Linked DNA regions of Zea mays: region 2 is linked to region 1. The links are chromatin contacts, called in public Hi-C maps. All regions are on one chromosome and are shown on one strand. The core of a region is the stretch at or near the end of the contact, and the rest is flanking DNA. Distances in the headings are between cores, read along the strand shown.

Evidence for each region. Hi-C and Micro-C count contacts between places; a contact is called where the count stands out from the background.
Region 2: a contact with region 1 is called in a Hi-C map of bundle sheath, with 3 times the contacts expected there. The contact joins the promoter of LOC100275199 here to the promoter of LOC100217122 in region 1. A contact is called at or near these places in 2 of 25 Hi-C or Micro-C datasets (bundle sheath and tassel).

Annotation. Positions count from the first base shown.
Region 1 is chr9:49,339,998-49,343,805 of Zm-B73-REFERENCE-NAM-5.0, forward strand. It overlaps LOC100217122, which reads left to right and starts at 2,021. Exons shown (of 9, transcript NM_001254802.2): 1 at 2,021-2,448; 2 at 2,609-2,683; 3 at 2,790-2,875; 4 at 3,060-3,166; 5 at 3,250-3,405; 6 at 3,545-3,631. The coding sequence starts at 2,249.
Region 2 is chr9:49,599,344-49,603,151 of Zm-B73-REFERENCE-NAM-5.0, forward strand. It overlaps LOC100275199, which reads left to right and starts at 2,188. Exons shown (of 1, transcript NM_001149347.1): 1 at 2,188-2,869. The coding sequence starts at 2,203. The coding sequence ends at 2,610.

The DNA of each region.
Region 1 (3,808 bases), core at 771-3,270:
ACCGTGGGCACGACTGATATATCAGTTTTACACTCTGCAGAGGTGGCACAACTTTACCCATGAGTCACGATTCCCTTCTAGCCCGGGTTTGCCAGTCCCGTATTCACTTCCAAGGTGAGTGACTAGGGTCTCACCACGAGGCTTTTCCCTAGAGTCCTCACTATGTAAATTTTGAAAATGGCCACTGCATAGAGTCATCTGACGTAACCTAACCTTATACTAGTCTACAGGGAAAAGCATGAGAACTATGCCCTATCCAATCTACTTGAGTTGTAATATAAGAGCATAGCAGATGCCTCGTTCCAATCGACCAAGACCAGCACCCAACATAAGACTTCCCTAGTTATTTAGCCAAGACCAGAGTCATGATAGTTCTCATGGTTGCGCTGTTGTCCTCAGTGGTACTCCATGTTCCAATTAACTCATATGATCTTGTTTAATCAACGAGGCATCCACAATATCAATGATAACAGTAACATGATCTTTGGAACTATAATACCATAAAGAGTGACTACATAAAGTTAAAGTTGTAGCAATAGCATAGCTACTAAAGTAGAGTACAATACCCAGGTTTGATCAAGGATTAGTGTTGGAAAGGTTAGGTGAATTTGAATAGGTAACCCTTCAAATTATGCATAGAATAAATATAAATCTTAGTTATCATGTGTTGATTAGGTTCAAACAGAATATGCAAGGGAAGAAGTCCACTTATCTTGCTTAAAGAAACTTGAGATTCTTCCACGGAATAGATCCTGATTCTCAACTACGGGATCAATCACTGAACATCAATAAACAAACAAGAAGAAACAAACACCACTAAATAACATACAACATTCAACATAGACCAAACTAAAAGAAAACATAATAAAAATATCGTTTTCTCTTCAATAACACAAGCAATGGTTATAGCAAAAGACGCTCTTTCTGAAAAGGTTTGGTTTTATATTTTATAAAACAAGACGGATAAACGGAGATGGGGAAGCATTCTCCATCCCCGTTACCCGTGGGGACCCATTAAACTTGTACGTGACAAATTGACAATGTTTTCATGCAATAGTTAATGATAAAAACAAATAATTACCTTGCCAAGAGATCACTCATTGTACAAATGTGTTCATTTCCATATACATACAATGATTTATTACATTTGACAATGTTTATAAGTAACAATGTTTTGTTTTAATAACAAATGACATACATCCTACTTATAATTTAAATGGGGACGAGATCTACGTCAGAAATTTATCACCGCGGGAAATAGGTACGTCGAAAAAATACCCCCGTAAACATTCATTGGATCTCCATGGAGATAGGAATGAGAAGCTATTTCAAATTTCTCGTTACTATTCCTATATGAGACTCGTGGCTCACATGTTAGTGAGTGGAGGGAGAGCGGAAGACAAGAGACAATAACAGTCGAGGGCATTTTAGTCTATAAAAAACACAACAGACTATAGATTGATCTAACGTCTTTGCTAACCTAGAAAATGTTTACACCAATTTGTAATGGTATCGTTTTGAAATACGTAATCGTATAATTTTAAAATGCAATGTTTATAATGATATATATCTAAGTAATTACTATTTTAGCGTGACACCTAACATTTCATGTTCTTTGTGATTTTTTGCTTTTTAAAATAGACAACGTGAGTGCTTATCACGACATCGATGGTGGCTCCTTTAATTTAACCTCTGTTCTTTATTAATGTCTTGAAGGTGTTCGTAGAAAAAGTGCTCGATAAAAAATTGTATGTAAGAGTCGCGTATAGTGATGTCCGTGGAGCATCAACTAGATAACGTCATGCAGAAATCCTTATGTTTGATGTGCTCGCAGTATGGTCCACGGAGCTGTTTGATGCTGGAGATTACGTAACGTAACAGGAAACGCCGGCGCACCGCCGCCCAAGCACGCGCTCCCCTCCTACCCCAAGAGTGCGGGTGTGGTCAGACGCTGACCCGCCGGCTGCCGCACGCTACGACAGAGGAAAGGACGCGCTGTGACGTTTTTGCCGCAGCGCAGGAGAGAGAGACGAGACATCACCGCACGGACAGCCACGTCGTGCCTCCGTGCACGCACACGGTATACGACAGCGCCATCACTCCATAAAAGGATCCGGGGCAGCGCCACCGCCGGATCCGACGGCCTCCGAGGCGGGGCCGAACCGCCGAAGTAGCCAAGACAACACGAGCAGCGAAACGCCATCTATTCCCGACTCTGCTGCACCTGCACCTCCGGGCCGCCGCCGAGATGGGCGCGGATGGCGGGCTGAACCGGGCGGCGGAGAAGCCCAGGGATGGAGAGGGCGGGGAGGCGAGGGTGTTCCGGTGCACGGACTACTCGCTGCCGCGGACGACGCTGGCGCTGGCGCTCTGGCTGGGCGGTATCCACTTCAACGTCCTTCTCGTCCTTGCGTCGCTCTTCCTCCTCTCCGGCCGCGCCGCTGCCATGTCCGTACCTCCTATCCCGTTCATCCAACCCCCATCTTTTCCTGTACCTACTCCAATCTCCATGATTCGACCAAACAAAAAAGAGGGTCTTTTATGATTTATTATTATTTATCCATCTTGCTGGTGACAACGTCTGTTACAGACCCGTTTATTGATGCAGAGTCGTGGCGTTCCAGCTCTTGTTCATGTTCGCGCCCGTCAACGACAGGGACAAATGGGGCCAGAGCGTCGCCAGGTACGCTGTTCTTCATTCCTTCCTTACGTTTCGAAACTCTAATAGTTGGGATTCGCTTCCCTCTTCTCCTCGGTTGTTAACTTCTATCAGCATGCGCACCGTGCAGGTTCATATGCAGACACGCAATGGGCTACTTCCCTATCACTCTGCATGTGGAGGACTACAAGTCCTTGGATCCCAGCAGGGCTTACGGTATGCTCCCGAAAACCTGCTTCTCCATTCATGGATGCTGCAGTCATCGTATCCATTATCCAATCCATAAGTGCCCACGGGAGTCGAGAAAGTATCAACTTCAGTTGCTGAGTGTTAAGGGAAGGGAATCTTTTATTTGCAGAGTTGGTGTGGTGATAGTGATGGTAGTGTTGTGCATTTGCAGTGTTCGGTTATGAGCCGCACTCAGTGCTGCCGATAGGTCTGTCGGCTCTTGCTGATCTTGTTGGCTTTCTGCCTCTCACTAAGATCAAGGTCCTTGCGAGCAGTGCGGTAAGTCAGCTAAATGCCTTGACGCCAAATGCCACAGGATTCAGGGACTCCCCTCATGATGGTTAATTTCGAGTTGGGGCCAGGTGTTCTACACCCCGTTCTTGAGACAGATTTGGACATGGCTTGGCTTGGTACCTGCGACAAGGAAGAATTTCTACTGCTACCTTGGAGCTGGTTATAGTTGTATCGTAGTCCCTGGTGGTGTACGGGAAATGCTTCATATGAACAATGATTCAGAGGTTCGATTTTGTCATCCAACCCATTTGTTGTATTATTCGAACATGTTTAATATTGCATTTTACAATTAAACTCTGTTTATTTGCCTACTGTCCTGTGTAATCACGTCAAATTCATTGTTTTGATGAGTTTACATTACAGGTTGCTTTTCTTAAATCAAGAAAAGGTTTTGTCAAGATAGCTATACAGTCTGGATGTCCTTTAGTCCCAGTTTTCTGCTTTGGGCAGGTAACAATCAATCAACCATGCTCTAACAAGGCATTGTCAATTCCTTAAATTTAGGTTCCAAAAGAACTAGAAGTACAGATTGGTTGAACTTCAAACAAATACAAAGTTTATTAGCGCATGTCTACAGATTCTATTGTTTGGTTAACAATGCAGATTTGCTGTCCTTGGGTGCAGGCA
Region 2 (3,808 bases), core at 938-3,437, 260 kb after region 1:
ATCAGGAGCAGCTAGCCAACCTCTGAATTGCATGAATGAGGGACAACTCTGGTAAATCCGTTCAATCATTTATGGGAGTTGAGAATCTTTTTAATGGAGCATAAGAAAACTTCAAACATTTGTTATTCGTTTGATTTGACGTTGTTTGCGTAGGCTGTCAAGTGTAATGTATATTTAGTATCTCAGTAGTTTTTTTGGACACGGTCACAGGGGGGCTGTTGTTAGCTTTAGCCTATCCCACAATCGATGTGTTTGTTTTTCTCTGTCCTTCCCGTGTATCCATTGATTACTATGTCTGTATAGTTTCTTGGTATTAAAATATTTATTTCCATTATATTATGCAAAACTGCAGTAGCTCATAACCAATATTAATAAAATAGTACTCTGTGTTGCAAGTCAGAGCCAGAGATCATTCACTTGACTTCATGGGATCGTCCCTCTGATCATGCCACATCCAGAAGGGGATCCTCCTGCTCAAGCCCAGAAAAGGAGGTGCACAACTCGTCGATGACCTTGCTTCGTCCTTCGCTAGCCTGCTAGGCCATTTCTACCCATTGGCTGCTGGCTGTCTCGCTGCCTCAGAGATCGTAGACGGTGTTGCAAGTCCAAAGCCCGCCATCACTCTCAGCTGCAATGGCGAATGCACCAAATTCATTCATGCCATGGCTCCTGAGGTCACCAACAGTCGTGTTGTCCTTGTTCCTGCTGAACGGCGGGCTGCTGAATATGGAAGCACTCGTGGCCTCCCTCCCTACGCTGTCCACACAGGACACAGCCGCCAGTGCTGGACAGATGCCTCTACCCTTTAGCAAGCTGGAGGACATCGTCCGGCCATCCGAGTACACGCTGGTGCAGGAATGTTTCTTCCATTTCTCTGCGGAGAACACAAAGAGGCTCAAGACAAAGGTAAACACCGAGTCTGAGATAGCCGGAACCGCGATTTGGGCGTGGTTTCGCCGTGCCCAACAGGCTCGATTGGGCCGTCGGTCGTTGCACCTTACTATATCTTTTAAGATATATAAATATTTATTTTTAATAATGCTGATAAAACTATAGAATAATAATTAGTGTTTTATATATTAATATATTTTATTATATTGATCCCGTAATAACGCATGGATATATGCCTACTAAATTTGACAATCGAATCTTTTGCCAAGTTTTTTTTAAAAAAGGTCTGTTCTCGGCTGATAGGGTGGCTGTAACCATAGACACGGTAGGCAGACTCAGCTCGCATATCCTGGTAAGTCTCAGCAGCAGCTCATATCCCCGTCGCTGTCTCGTACGTTCCGTAATCCGAACGGACAGCCATGCTGCTGTCGAGGTTAATCACCGTGGCAGATAAGTCCAACACTATATACATACACGTACATCAAAATTAGAGTAGAAAAAAAAAAGAAAGGCCACAAGGATCGGAATGGTTTCGACTGCAGAAACTAAAAAAAAAGACATGGACGGCTTTGCCACCACGCAGACCTCTGCTTTAGTTTCTCCGCATGGAGCAGCGGCAGGGGCATGTGCGTACGCTATCCCCCGGCCGAAAAGCCCGACCTGGAGAGCCACGGGATTTGCCAAAGCGAAAAAAAGCAGCTACTAGGATACTGAATGCCCATCCATGCATGACGTAGCATCCATTATTACCTTGCTTTATCTTCTTTTTCTACAGGGCGGAGATTAAACCTCCCTGCACTTGTTGTAGTTCGACACGGGAAGAACAGCTCATCACTTTTTCTTGTAGCTGCAGACAAGTGGCAAGCATTGCTGACGTGGAGCTAGCTCACTTGTTGCCGGTCTCAATGTTTCTGTCAACATACCAGTAAGCTAAGCATCCGGTTTGGCAACACGAACATGAGGGCCGGGCACCAGATTAAAAGCTGGACGGTCGTCGCATATGTTCATCAGGCAACTAAATAATGCGGCACGAGTCGCCATCAGCTTACCGGTAAAGCAAATCCTCCTCCTCCTCTCGCAGAGACTACTACTCTAACAATGCAAAGCATCTCCGTGCCATGCCCATCACACAATGAGAAATCTTAATTTGTTTTGCTTCTCTCTCTGTCTGTCCCTTTTTATATGAAAAGGAACAAGAGATAAAAGATACAGGAACCAAAAGGCGACGAGCTCAAATCTGTTCTGGTGTATCCAAGGAAGAGCCCATATATACACCTGACCTTACACGGCCATACCAACCAGGACAGATAGATGGAGGATCATCACACGGACAGGAGGATATCCAAGGAGGCCGGCGAGGAAACGAAGCTGACCAGGAGCTTCCGCTACGAGGACTACAGCACCAGGCGAGTCTTCCTGCGCAGCTACCCGCTGCAGTGGGACTGGTCGCCCTCGCGGGACGACGACGACGACGACAAGCAGGACGGCCAGGATGCCGCCGACGGCGACGAGTGCTGCGGCAGCAGGCGGTGGAAGAGCAAGATGGTGGCGGCCGTCACGGAGTGGGGGGAGGACAAGCTGCTGCTGCTACGCAGGGCCAAGAAGCGCCTCGCGCTCTACCTCATCGGCTGCCACCACCACGGTCGCCGCGCGCTGCCCTTCCCGTCAGCCTCACCCGCCGGATCATGCACCGTCGCCATGATGCTCGCCTCCAGATGATCGATAGATATCCACCACCGTACGTGCACGCACGGCGCGCGCGCGTGCATCATATATGTGTGTGGTCGACCATCGGTCGCGCGCGCCCCACGTCGTCTTCCTCTCTCTTTCTAGTGTATGATTGGCCCCTACATACGTGCTCTCGGAAATGAATTGAAAATGCACTGTATACTCTTGCTACCAAAAAAGTTGATTAATTACACACACCACAGGTAAATACGACGACCTATAGCAGAGCTATTACTTTAATTATGTACTACGTCTACGCGTACATTATTCATAATATGATCATGAAACTGAGTATAAGTGCATTGTACAAATTAGGCTTTTTTCGGTTATTCCTATTTCATGTGGATTAGATGGAATTGGAAAAATTGTGATAAATTTTGACTTGTTTGGGATTCAAACTCACCCAATCCCACCCAATTCACATGAATATTAAGAGCAAAACGAACAAACCTTAAGGTATATATACAGGTCCTATATGCAGACTTAGCTAAAAAGAAATAATCACTTAATCGGGTTCTACAATCCTTCACAATATTCTAATGCAAGCATACACCAAAGAGAACACGTAGGAGGAGGTAGTTTAATCATAATTACATATTATATTACTTTAATGAGGTTAATTATTCGGTAATATTCAAGATTAGCAGCACAAGTATAAGACAATGGTAACATGTCATCAACTACCTGAATCTATTACCATAAACACTATAAAGTAAGACTATCAATCATACTTAAGCAAGACAATATAGTAGAGCAACCACAACCAACATGTTTAGGACAGCAGCACAACAGTTACTTGTTTCAATCATTACTCAAAAGATATTCATCCAACAATAGTGAGCAAATACTTTCTGGAAAGCCTAAGAAATGATCTACAACTTTGGTATTGTAATATCAATGTGATTAAACACTTAGCAAAGTCAATTAGTGCTAAAATTACAGCTCTGTCTAGATTTGGACTGATTTAGACTCCTTCAAAAATTCATAACTACAGACTTAGACATCCAAAATAAGTGATCCTAGACTTTCTATAAAGGCCTGTATGTTTTGTTGGAATTGAATTCCATTCTAATAATCATAATTTAGACAAAACTAGTTAAGTTAATATATTTGTATATGTATTATATTTGTATATTATCCTAAATCATATGAGAGAGATAGTTATACACTATATTTATGCTATAGAGAA